Regions from separate parts of the Sus scrofa genome. Here region 2 is linked to region 1. Evidence: chromatin contacts called from public Hi-C data. All regions are on one chromosome and are shown on one strand. The core of a region is the stretch at or near the end of the contact, and the rest is flanking DNA. Distances in the headings are between cores, read along the strand shown.

The links. Hi-C and Micro-C count contacts between places; a contact is called where the count stands out from the background.
Region 2: a contact with region 1 is called in a Hi-C map of fetal skeletal muscle, with 1.8 times the contacts expected there. A contact is called at or near these places in 3 of 47 Hi-C or Micro-C datasets (embryonic fibroblasts, epiblast stem cells and fetal skeletal muscle).

Annotation. Positions count from the first base shown.
Region 1 is chr4:10,796,315-10,801,708 of Sscrofa11.1, forward strand. No RefSeq gene overlaps it. Among named protein-coding and RNA genes, the nearest start is that of FAM49B, 320 kb to the left of the region's middle.
Region 2 is chr4:11,038,697-11,044,090 of Sscrofa11.1, forward strand. No RefSeq gene overlaps it. Among named protein-coding and RNA genes, the nearest start is that of FAM49B, 570 kb to the left of the region's middle.

The DNA of each region.
Region 1 (5,394 bases), core at 1,182-3,681:
CTGCTACCACGTGCCGTGCACCCGAGACACATCTGTGCACACCTGGATTTCCCCCCAGTACAGTTGAAACCCCCCTGGGCTAGTTCCTCTCCACGGTCTGTTCCAGGTCTGCCAGGATGCTTCAGTGATTCAGAATCCCTGTCAGTGGAGATGGCAGCGCAGTGCCTGTGTACAGGGACAAGGGTCACAGTGTTTAACCATCTTGACCGTGATAAACTGATCAGAGAGGATGCTGGTGAGTGACCTGGTTGGATGTCAGTCATGTTTTTGTGTTGGAATCATATGGACAGTGATTTCTAAGAACCTTCAGATTCATTTGAATAAAAATTGGGGCTTATTTTTTTGAACACTGTCCAGAGGAAAGAGGTGAATGCACGCCCCCTAACAACCCTAAGTCAGACACTAAAGCCTTCCTTCTGGACCTTTGGTCGGGTGGGTGGTGTCAGGGAGGAGTGGGCAGAATGAGAAGGGACTCAAGCTGACCCCCAACATCAGGCAAGAATCCCACCGGGGCTGCGCCATAAACACTCCTCCTGGGATGGGTTTCATGCTAGCAGTCCCTGGAATAGGTACGTGTTGCTTTCCTAGGGCTGCTTTAATAAATTACCCCAAGTGTACTGGCTTGAGAAAAAATCCTAGAAGTTTCTTCTCTCCTAGTTCTGGAGGCCAGAATCCGAAATCAAGGTGTCGGCAGGGCCATATGCTCTCAGAAGGCTCTGGGCAAGGCTCTGTAGTTGATGAAGACTCCAGGCGTTCCTTGGCTTATGGCCAGATAGGTGCAGTCTCTACCTTTGTCTTCATACCATTGTCTCTTTTCCCTGTTTCTTCCTGATGGCTCTTACAAAGACACCTATTAGTGGATTCACAGCCTATCTGGATAATTCAGGGCGATCTCAAGAGCTTTAACTTAATTACATGTGTGAAGATTTTGTTTTCAAATAAGGTCACGTTGATAGTTTCTTGGTTTTTTTGTTTTGTTTTTTTCTTTTTATGGCCGCGCTTGCGGTATATGGAAGTTCCCAGACTAACAGTTGAATCAGAGCTGCAGCTGAGGCCTATGCCACAGCCACGACAATGTTGAATTTGAGCCCACTGAGTGAGGCCAGGGATTGAACCTGCATCGTTGCGGACACTGTGTCGGGTTCTTAACCCTCCGAGCCACAGTGGGCACACCACATTGATAGGTTTTGGAAATTAGGCTATGGATCTGTCTTTTGGTGGGGGAGCCACCATTCAACCCACTGTAAGGTGTTAGTAACCCTGTGTAGAGATGAGGACACCCACGTCCAGTGCACGGAGGTATTTTGCCCATGGTGCCCCAGCCGGTGGGTAGCAGCGCTGGGCTGGGACTTGCCCTCAGGTTTGCTTTGTGCAACATCATGGAACATCAGAGAATGCAGGACCATCCTGAGCCATCCGGCTTGCAAGACTCCATCTGGCCCATAGAGGGCGATCAACATCACTCTGTTAGGGAGGTGGTTATTGATCTTGAGGCCTTGACTTGAACGGCGAGGGGGCTGGCAACTCATCCATCTGCCTCTGTATTCCTAGCAAAGTGCAGAAAAAGGCAGAACAATGAAATTTAATGCCTCTAAGGCACTGTGCTCATATGTCCATGTACCTTTATAGTGTCTCCAGCCTGGGGTTCGTGGTAGTGCACAGGTGCGTGGACAAGGGCCGCACGGGAAGGCAGAACTGCCGCAGACCCGGTGCCTGCCGCCCTGCCCTCCTTGCTCACAGTCTACCTAAGTGACTTCGGCTCAGTCACTCTGCCTCGCTTCCCAAAGATGTAAGATGGGCTTTCATAATACTCTTCCCACAGATCCTACGGGGCGTGTCTGTGTTTTGTTGATTTGGATGGGGTGGGGGTGGGGGGTCCTGCCTGAAGGCAGCAGGAAGCAAAAGATAAACTGTCCAAGCCCTTCCGAGCCCGTGGGTTTTAGGACACATTTTAGTCTGCTTTCTACCTCCAGATGCAAGCGCATATTGTAACTGTGAGGGCGACGTGAAGCAAAGGACAATCACGCTCTTTTACTTAGATCAGAGCAAGGAACTCTGCTTACACTTCGATGGGAGGGAGACAAAGATCTCTTTGTGATGTCAGGGGATCTATTTCATGGGAATGGGGCCCGCCAGCGACTTCTCAGAGGAGGCTTTGGGAACCAGGAGGGAGGACCGTGGGGTACAGAGGGCAGGAATTAAGGGGGAGGAAACATCTTGACGCAAAGAGACTTTCCCAAAGTTGACGGCTCTCTGACTTTACAGTGGTTGACCCGGGAGTACGAGCCGGCCTCGGTGTCAACCGAACGGGGGCCAGGTTCATGCTCGTCTGCAGGCGTGGAGGTCTTTCTGCCTCCACCCATCCGACCTGTCTGAGCTCTCACTTTAAAGACCCGGCCGGAGTTCCTCCCCTGTCACTGACCAGTTGTCGACTTCGTAGGAGTTGCCTCACCATGCCAGGTCCCCCGGCTGTCACAGCCATGCTAGTAGCCACTCCCGAGGTGGCGTGTGAGATGGGCTGGATCAAAGCATGGCAAACTTCCGGCACAGTGCTTGCTTGGCCCACGGCAAGCGTCCAGAGGTTTTGACTTGTACGTGGGACGTCTTGCCATCCTCCTGTGTGACAGTTGGGAAAAGCTCCAGGTTGGGGCAGGAGCATCCCAGTGTGATGTAAGGACAGATGTGCTCTTGTGTTTCAAAATGAAGGCAATCTGAAATTTTTTTTTTTTTTTTAAATCCTTAAGTCCCGGCGAGGCTTGGTGCCGTACCAGAAAGTCCTTGTTTTCTGTGACCGTGGGTCTTGGGCCAGGTGTTGGAATGCCCCCACTCACCCCCCCCCCCGCCCCGGACTTCCTTCTACTGACTGCCTGCAGACAGGCCAGCTCCCAGGCATCTGAAACACCCCTCAGAAAGCAGGAATTTGCAAATCCGTTCCAAGCTGGAAGTGACTTTCATGGGATGGGGCCGCCCCGGCTCTGTGACTCTGTAACGAATTCCCCCAGTCCTGGCGGCTCTCCCGGAGCCTGGGACCTGATCAATGGATGAAAGGACTCGGGTCAGATTCAGGAGAAGGCCGTGTCTGGAATCTGGTGTGTGAGCTCCCAGCATGTGGAAACCTCAAGTCCTCAAGTTTCTTTATGATTTTCCGTATTCTTTTCTGGCAGCTCTTTTTAGGGAAGGACAATGTACCACCCTCCAAGTCAAAAGAAATTAAGTTTAGACTAGAAAAAATCAGAGATGCAACTTAGCAGCACACCTTCATTTTTCGGGGACCCACATCGATGGAAATGAACAGAATTGCCTGCTACACGTTTCTGTGCATGTGTTTGGACATCGATGGCTGTAAAGGTGGCCTGAAAAGAGGAGCAGTGCCCTCTGGATCCCAACACTGGCTTCTCGCATGAGCTGGGGATCCTGACTCGTTATGGAACTTGGAGCAGGCCTCCTAAATTCTCAGGAAGTCACTTTCCCTATTTCTAAAAGGAGTTGGCTTCAGAGTTTCCTTCCCTATTTACAATTCTTTGATGTATTTTCCAGCGTTAGGTAGAATTCACCGTTGCTGGATGCATTGTGAGAGTCTCTGCTGTTTGCAGGGTGCTTCCTCGCCTCATTGGTTGTTTGGAAGCTTCAGAGGAGCGTGGCAGAGAGGTGGTGTTACCCCAGCGTATAGATTAGGAAACAGGCTCGGGTCAGTTGAGTGTCAAGGCCAGATGACACTTTTGGCTGGTCAACGCGGGAGGTGAGACAAAGTCTCAGATCTCCTGAGATCCATCTCTTCCAGATATGAGAGTTCTTCCCAGTCGTGGCATGGAAATTGCTGGCAGAGCCAGAAACCATATCTAACCATGGCTGGTCTCTGCCAGAGGCAAAATCCTGCTCCCTTGGCTCTTTTGAATAGTGGTCGCCAGCCACCCCAGGGGGTCTCCTTAGGTTCTCTTTTGGGGTCCAGTTTATAATCAGACACGCCACGTGATAAAAACGCGGGTTTCCAACATGGGTCTTATGACCAGGTGTGCTGGTGGGAGAGAGCTCCAGGATGGACGCAGGGCAGGCGGGCGTCTCTTCTCTACCATTAACTGGCGGCTCCTGTATCTCCCCTTTCACATCTTTAAAATGGGCAGTACAATGTCCCCTGTGTAGGACGCTCCTGCCTGAATTCTCCCGCCTTCTTTATCGCTTCTTAATCATTTGTAAATGGAACACTCGGCAGTCATTAAAGGGATGTCATGTAGGAACACTGGACGCGTGAAAGACGGTTGCGGTATGTTGCTATAGGAAACAAATGACACGAAGTAGTATACATATATTTTTTTAATTGTTAAATTTTTATGGCTCCACCCGCAGCACATGGATGTTCCCGGGCCAGGAATTGAATCCGAGCAGCAGCTGCGGCAGTGGGTTCAAACCTGCACCTCTGCAGCGACCCGAGCCACTGCAGTCGGATTCCTAACCCGCTGGGTCACAGCGGGAACTCCTAAAGTAGCGTATTTTGTGTGAACTCTTTTGGCATGAAGATGTAAAGCAAGGCACGCAGTGACAAGAGGCAGATTATCACACACCAGGGCTGGTTATGGTTTTGGGATTCCTGGGGCTACCAGTGCTTTCCACCTCTCTTGACTTTTCTGCCTTTCCTTAGACGTATATACATTGACTCTGTGTTCACATGGTAATTCATTCATTGTTGTTTTTTTTTTTTTTTTTTTTCTTTTCTTTGAAAGGTGACCAGGTGAGGATTCTCTTTGGGGAGAAACTCGGATAAACAATTTGCTTCCAGGGAGTTGTTGAATAAGACCCATTTCCCCCCAGTTTTCCAAACAGACCCAAATTGTGTCATCCCCAGTCATGGCTAATTAACCCTCTTTCTGTTCAGTGAAGACAGCCGCTCTCAGCTGCCCATGGGTCAGTGGGAGAGAGGATGCGGCAGCCAAGCGCAGTTGGAGCCCGGGCGCCGCATCTGCTGCTGGCCTTTGCCAAACAGCTGTGCTCTGAGCAAGCCGCGTGATGACACTCAACCTGCAGGAAATGTGGGTCGTGAAGCTGGTCTGCAGGCTGGGGGACAAAGGGCGGACGGTTCTACTCCAGCAGGTGGGCCGGCCCGGGGAGAAGGGGCTCGAGCCATGCAGAAAGAATGTCTGTTGCTCTTAGTAATGAGCGAGGGTGGCCCAGCTGTTGGATAAGACCCTGGGCAGGATGCTGTTGCAATTTGGCCGAGAACCCACAGTCCCTGGGCTCCAGGCTTTCAACACAGAGAATCCTGAGGGGCGTTTTCCCCCCAGCTTTCTGGTAGAGCTGGAGAGAGAAAGAGCGGAAAAAATGGCACACGTACATGCAGAGCCATCAGTTACACACGTAGAGGCATCAGCTAAGCCCACATAGTCCTGCTCTTGGGTGTAT
Region 2 (5,394 bases), core at 810-3,309, 240 kb after region 1:
TGTATTGTATTGGGGCCGAAGAGATGCAGAGTCACGTTCAATGCCTGGGAAGCTGTGAGACATTGCGTGAGTCACTGCTGCTCTCCAGGTAACATTTTCCTCATCTGAAAGTCAAGACAGTTGGAGAAAATTCTCTCCACTTCATTCAGATCCATAATTGTGAGAGATTTTTTACGTGCGAGCACCCTGATCCCTCCAGCTGCACCTGTTCCTCCCTCAGTGGGATGCTCATCATTGTTATCTTGCATCTAGGTGCTTGATCCCTGGTTGAGACATGGCAAGAGAGGAGGTTCTCCAAACAGGCTTTGGAGCCAACCTGCCTCAGCAGAATATCCGGTCTTTGACTTTGTGGGGCTGTGACCTTACCTTATGTTTTGTGCCTCAGTTTTCTCATCTGTCAAATGGGGGTGATGCTGATAATTTGTCTTTGCCTTCACTGGTCATTAGGATAATGAAGTAGGTCACCCCTTAGGAGGCACATGGCAGGCTCTGTACGTGTCAACCCTCCATCCTGGGTGGTATCTTTCGGTCTCTAGCACTGAGTCCGGTGTGTGGTGAATACGAACCAGCAGATGTTTGTTGGACATAAGAATGATTCACTTAAAAACAGGCTTGTGGCCTATGTGCACTTTATGCAAAAGATGTGATTTTTGATATGAAAGAGTTGTTCAGGTAACTGAGACCCAGGAATTCCTGGCAATCCTGAAAACTCATGAGTTTGGAAGCCCTGTTGGGGGGGCAAGGGTTTTTTATCTGACAACCTGTCATGCTACTGTTTGGACTGAGTCGGTGGATAAAGAAATGGAACGGAATGTGGACTCCTGGCTGTTCCACGTGGGTTCTTTATCGGGCTGGTTTTGCGAAGAGGAAAAGTGCACATCTTCAGGAGGTTGGAACTGTGGGGGGGGGATCTCTTTCCTGAATGGGACATGCAATCCTTCTCCTCACTCCCAGCCCTTTTCTCCCAGTTCATTTGCTCACCAGCTATTCAGATCGCTGTGTCCATTTCCAGGCTAAACATGGGGGCTCATGAATATGTACCATTTGGAGGGGTTAAGTCAAGTGGTTTCATGGTGATATAATTCACAAACCGTGTAATTCACACATTGAATATGTACAGCCCAGTGCATTTAGTGTATTCACAGAGTTGTGCCACCATCACCATCATTAGTTTAAGAACATTTTTAACCCCCTCCAAGGAATCCCTGGGCTCCTTAGCAGTGGCTCCCTGAGTTATGCAATGGCTGTGCAATCAACTTTTCTTTTCTTTTCTTTGTCTTTTAGGGCTGCACTCATGGCACATGCAGGTTCCCAGGCTAGGGGTCGGAGAGGAGCTGTAGCTGCCAGTCTATACCACAGCCACAGCAACGTGGGATCTGAGCTGTGTCCGTGACCTGCACCGCAGCTCACAGCAATGCCGGATCCTTAACCCACTGAGCAAGGCCAGGGATCGAACCTGCGTCCTCATGGATGCTAGTCAGATTTTGTTTCTGCTGAGCCACAATGGGAACTTCCAACTTTTCTAATCCTTCTATACAGGGTTCCGGAATGCAAACCCTCCGTAAGTCATCCAATCTTTATCAAAACAGGTATTCTAGGTTCCAGTGATGGGAGACAGCCAAGGGGGAGAAGCATGGGATCCCAGCTTTCAGGGACCTTATGTTCTGGACTAGGGTCTACAGAGGGGCCCCACATGAAGCAAAACAAACCCTGCATTAGTAACAGAAAAGAGAGGGGAGGCGTATTTGTTACATTCCTACTATGTGTCAGGCTCTCTGCCAGCTCACTCTGCTTGTAAGAGGTGTTCTGGCATCTGGCTGACTTCAAAGCCTGTCTTCTTAAAAGGAAAGTGTGACAGATAAAAACTCAGTTGAATAAGACTACTAGAAGTTTCACTTCAGCCAGCTGTGCAAATCCCTGGATTTGCTGGATCCCAAGGCCAGCTGCCTCCTAAAACATTACTTCCTGTTGTTTCAAGCAAAAATATAAACAACCCCAAGACCTTTGGCCATCAGTCTCCAATATAAAGGCTTTTCTGCCCTGGAGACAGTCGGCTTAACCAATGACATCTTTGTTTGTGAAATTATGGGGGTGGGAGCGGGGAGCGGAGAGTCAAGGGGTAATAAAGTGACTTACATTTCTCTCTTTGCCTGCCATAATCCCGAGGATTTGAATTCTCCAACAAATCAAATTCAGTTTGAGTTTGAACCTTCTTACATGAAAAGCCAGGTTTAAAAATAGCTATTCATGCTCCGATGATTGTAAACAAACATTGGAGTATGGAGTCGACTGAAGGGCAACAGACATTACATAGCCCTGCAGGAATGTGGAATTTAATATAAACGGAGTAACTTTCATACATATGTGCTGTGTCTTTGCTCTGTACTGCCAGCACAGTTCTTCGGGGGAAAGAATCACCATAAAATGTTAGAGCCGAAAAGGGCTTTGTTAGAAATCATGCAGACTCACTGCTTTGTTGTGAAAACGGGGGAACTGATAGCAAGAAAAGGGCAGTGATTGCATAGCTAGTCAGTGACAGAGACAGGGGGAAAATGTAGTTCTCCAGTCTCTCTTGTGATGTTTTAAAAATATGGAAAAATGCATCGAAACACCTGTGAGCTTATTTCCTGATTCATTGAGACGCCACATAGGACAGTTCAGGGCAATGGGTTTGGGATCGAGGGACCTGAACTTAAATCTCAGTTCTGCTATTGACCATATGGTGAATCTGAACAAGCTGATTAGCTTTTCTAAGCTTTCGTTTACAGTTTTGGGGGGAAAAATCATGGTATCTTCTGTATCACATTGTTGGAATGGTTAAATGGGATAAGGAAGTACATTTTATAGCTCATATTTGATATTTAATAAATGTCCTCCTCCTTCTCACTGTTGCTTTTCTCTTCCTTCAGGATGCTTTACATGCCTTTTCACATGTCTTGGAGTCCTTAAGTGGATCCAATGGTACTTTCTGAGAACAGGGATGCCTCCTTCTGCAATGCAGGTCGGGAATGAGCTTACATCCTAAATGTTGTTGCTCCCATTTGTTGGGTAACTCCTGCATTCCAGGAACTTTATACGTGATGTCTGACCTTCATCACATCATTGAAAACTAGTTCTTATTTTTGCCACTTCATGGTTGAAGAAAGTGATGTTTCCAGAGGATAAATAGCTCAGTTTCCCATGACTTGAATTCAGGTCCTCCAAGCCCATATGCTCCTTTCTGCACTGATGCTGACTCCCTAAGGCTATGATTACAGACCTGTTGATTGTAAAAATATTATTTACCATAAGGAGTTCCCATTGTGGCTCAGTGGGTAATGAACCCAACTAGTATCCATGAGGATGCGGGTTTGATTCCTGGCCGTGCTCGGTGGGTTGAGGATTGGGTGTTGCCATGAGCTTCAGTGTAGGTTGCAGATACGGCTTGGATTGGCATTGCTGTGGCTGGGGTTTAGGCCAGCAACTATAGCTCCGATTTGACCCCAAGCCTGGATGCTTTCATATGCCGCAGGTTTGGCCCGAAGAAAAAAGCATTCATAAAAAAATGAAAATATTCACCATAATATCCTGGAAAGGTTTAAGGTTAGGAAAAAGTATCAATCTTTGAAACTGAGTGCAGAATTCAAACCACATCTCTGTAATCTATGAACTCTATGGCTTTGGGAATGTTACTTGAATTCCCTTTGCTTTCTATTCCTCACTTATAGCAGATTGATAATAATAATTACATCAACAACACAGATAATGAAAACTGGGGAGCGATGATTGAATGAAAGATGGTGTGTACAGCATTCTTAGTGCAGGACTGGAGATAAATGTCACTCATTTATGCTGTAACCTTGCCCTTTGCACACTTGGCCCATGAAGATTAGCTGATGGTTCTTGCAAAGACTGCGTGAATGAGGAGCCTTTTATATTGTCCCTTGCAATATTGGTCTTGTTTTGCCCACCACCTGCTTCTGTAATAAATACAGCTAAGATGTTGACATTGGAGAAGGAAATTTTGAGGGCTCAATTCATCTTCTTTCCTAGAGATTTTCTAGGCAATTTTCTTTTTTTAAATCCAGGTCACCTGGTTCATGTCCCTCAGACTTGTGGATTGATTTGGCAGAGCAATAAGAGAGCTACAATGTGGACACTTGGGAATGGCCCCTTAAGGGGTGGGGGTGGGGAGGTTGCTGCAACAGACATCAGTTGCTATGTCACTCGAAACTTCTATGAAAACCACCCTCACTGATAAATTAGTATCAGAGTTTAGGGCTATAAAATAAACAATAACAAAAATGAAACTATTTCCTCCAATGAGTCATATTTATGTGGACAATGGGTCATATGATTCTTTATATTTTTTTTCTGTTCTCCCTGGGTTCTAGGAATATCAGAACTAAGTATGTAGCTATTGTATCCTCCTTAACTGAACTGTATGGATGCAGAATTTTCTCTGCTCTTATAGTGAATTTCACACACACACACACACACACACACACACACACACGCCTTGTTTGAAAGTTTTCAACCTGATTGCTTTTATTATAAGCTGTCTCAAACAACTCCCTGCCAGGAATATAGAAGTACATGTGGGATAGATAAACAGCCATTTCATGATTCTGAAGCCTGGGATACCTAATTCAAGGAGAGAAAGTTTAAAAATCGGAAGATAAAAGAGGATGTTGCAGAGGCATGGATTCGATCCCCTGCCCTGTGCTGTGGGTTAAAGGATCCAGCATTGCCACAGCTATAGATCAGATACAGTGCCTGGCCTGGAAACTGCCCATATGCCTTGGATGCAGCCATGAAAAGAAAAAAAAGGAAAAGAGAAATAACTATGATGAAAAAGCATTGATATAACTAAGGTAAAACCTAAAAGAAGTCACAGACTTCTCTGCAAGTGCTCATTAAGGGGAAGGTACTCTAATGATTACGATGACCATTAATAATAGTAACACACGCAGTCTCCATCCTGTCAGTTTACTTGGTACAGAACTCTCCCATAAAGTATTCGTCCCTTGCTTTTCTGTTATCCATCAACTCAGAGAGGCAGGAATAGGAGGAGAGATCTGGAATCAAGGCAAGTTCTGCGAGGTCAGAGTCCTTGTAATTCTTAGGGTTCTACCTCCAGGGCCATGCTTGACACATGCTCTAAAAATATTTCTGGAATGGATGGATGGTAATGACGGCTTAACTTGTGTGTTCATTATGTAGCAGACATTGTACTCACGGATTTACATAGATTATTATGGTTAACCTTTACAACAGTCTTTTGAGTAAAGAATTTATAAGATTATTACTACCTTTTACAGATGAAGAAATTGAAGCGCAAATAGATTAAGTAACTTGTTATTAAGTATATGGCAGGATCCACACTCTTGGTGCAGGGTAGAATGAAGGAATAAA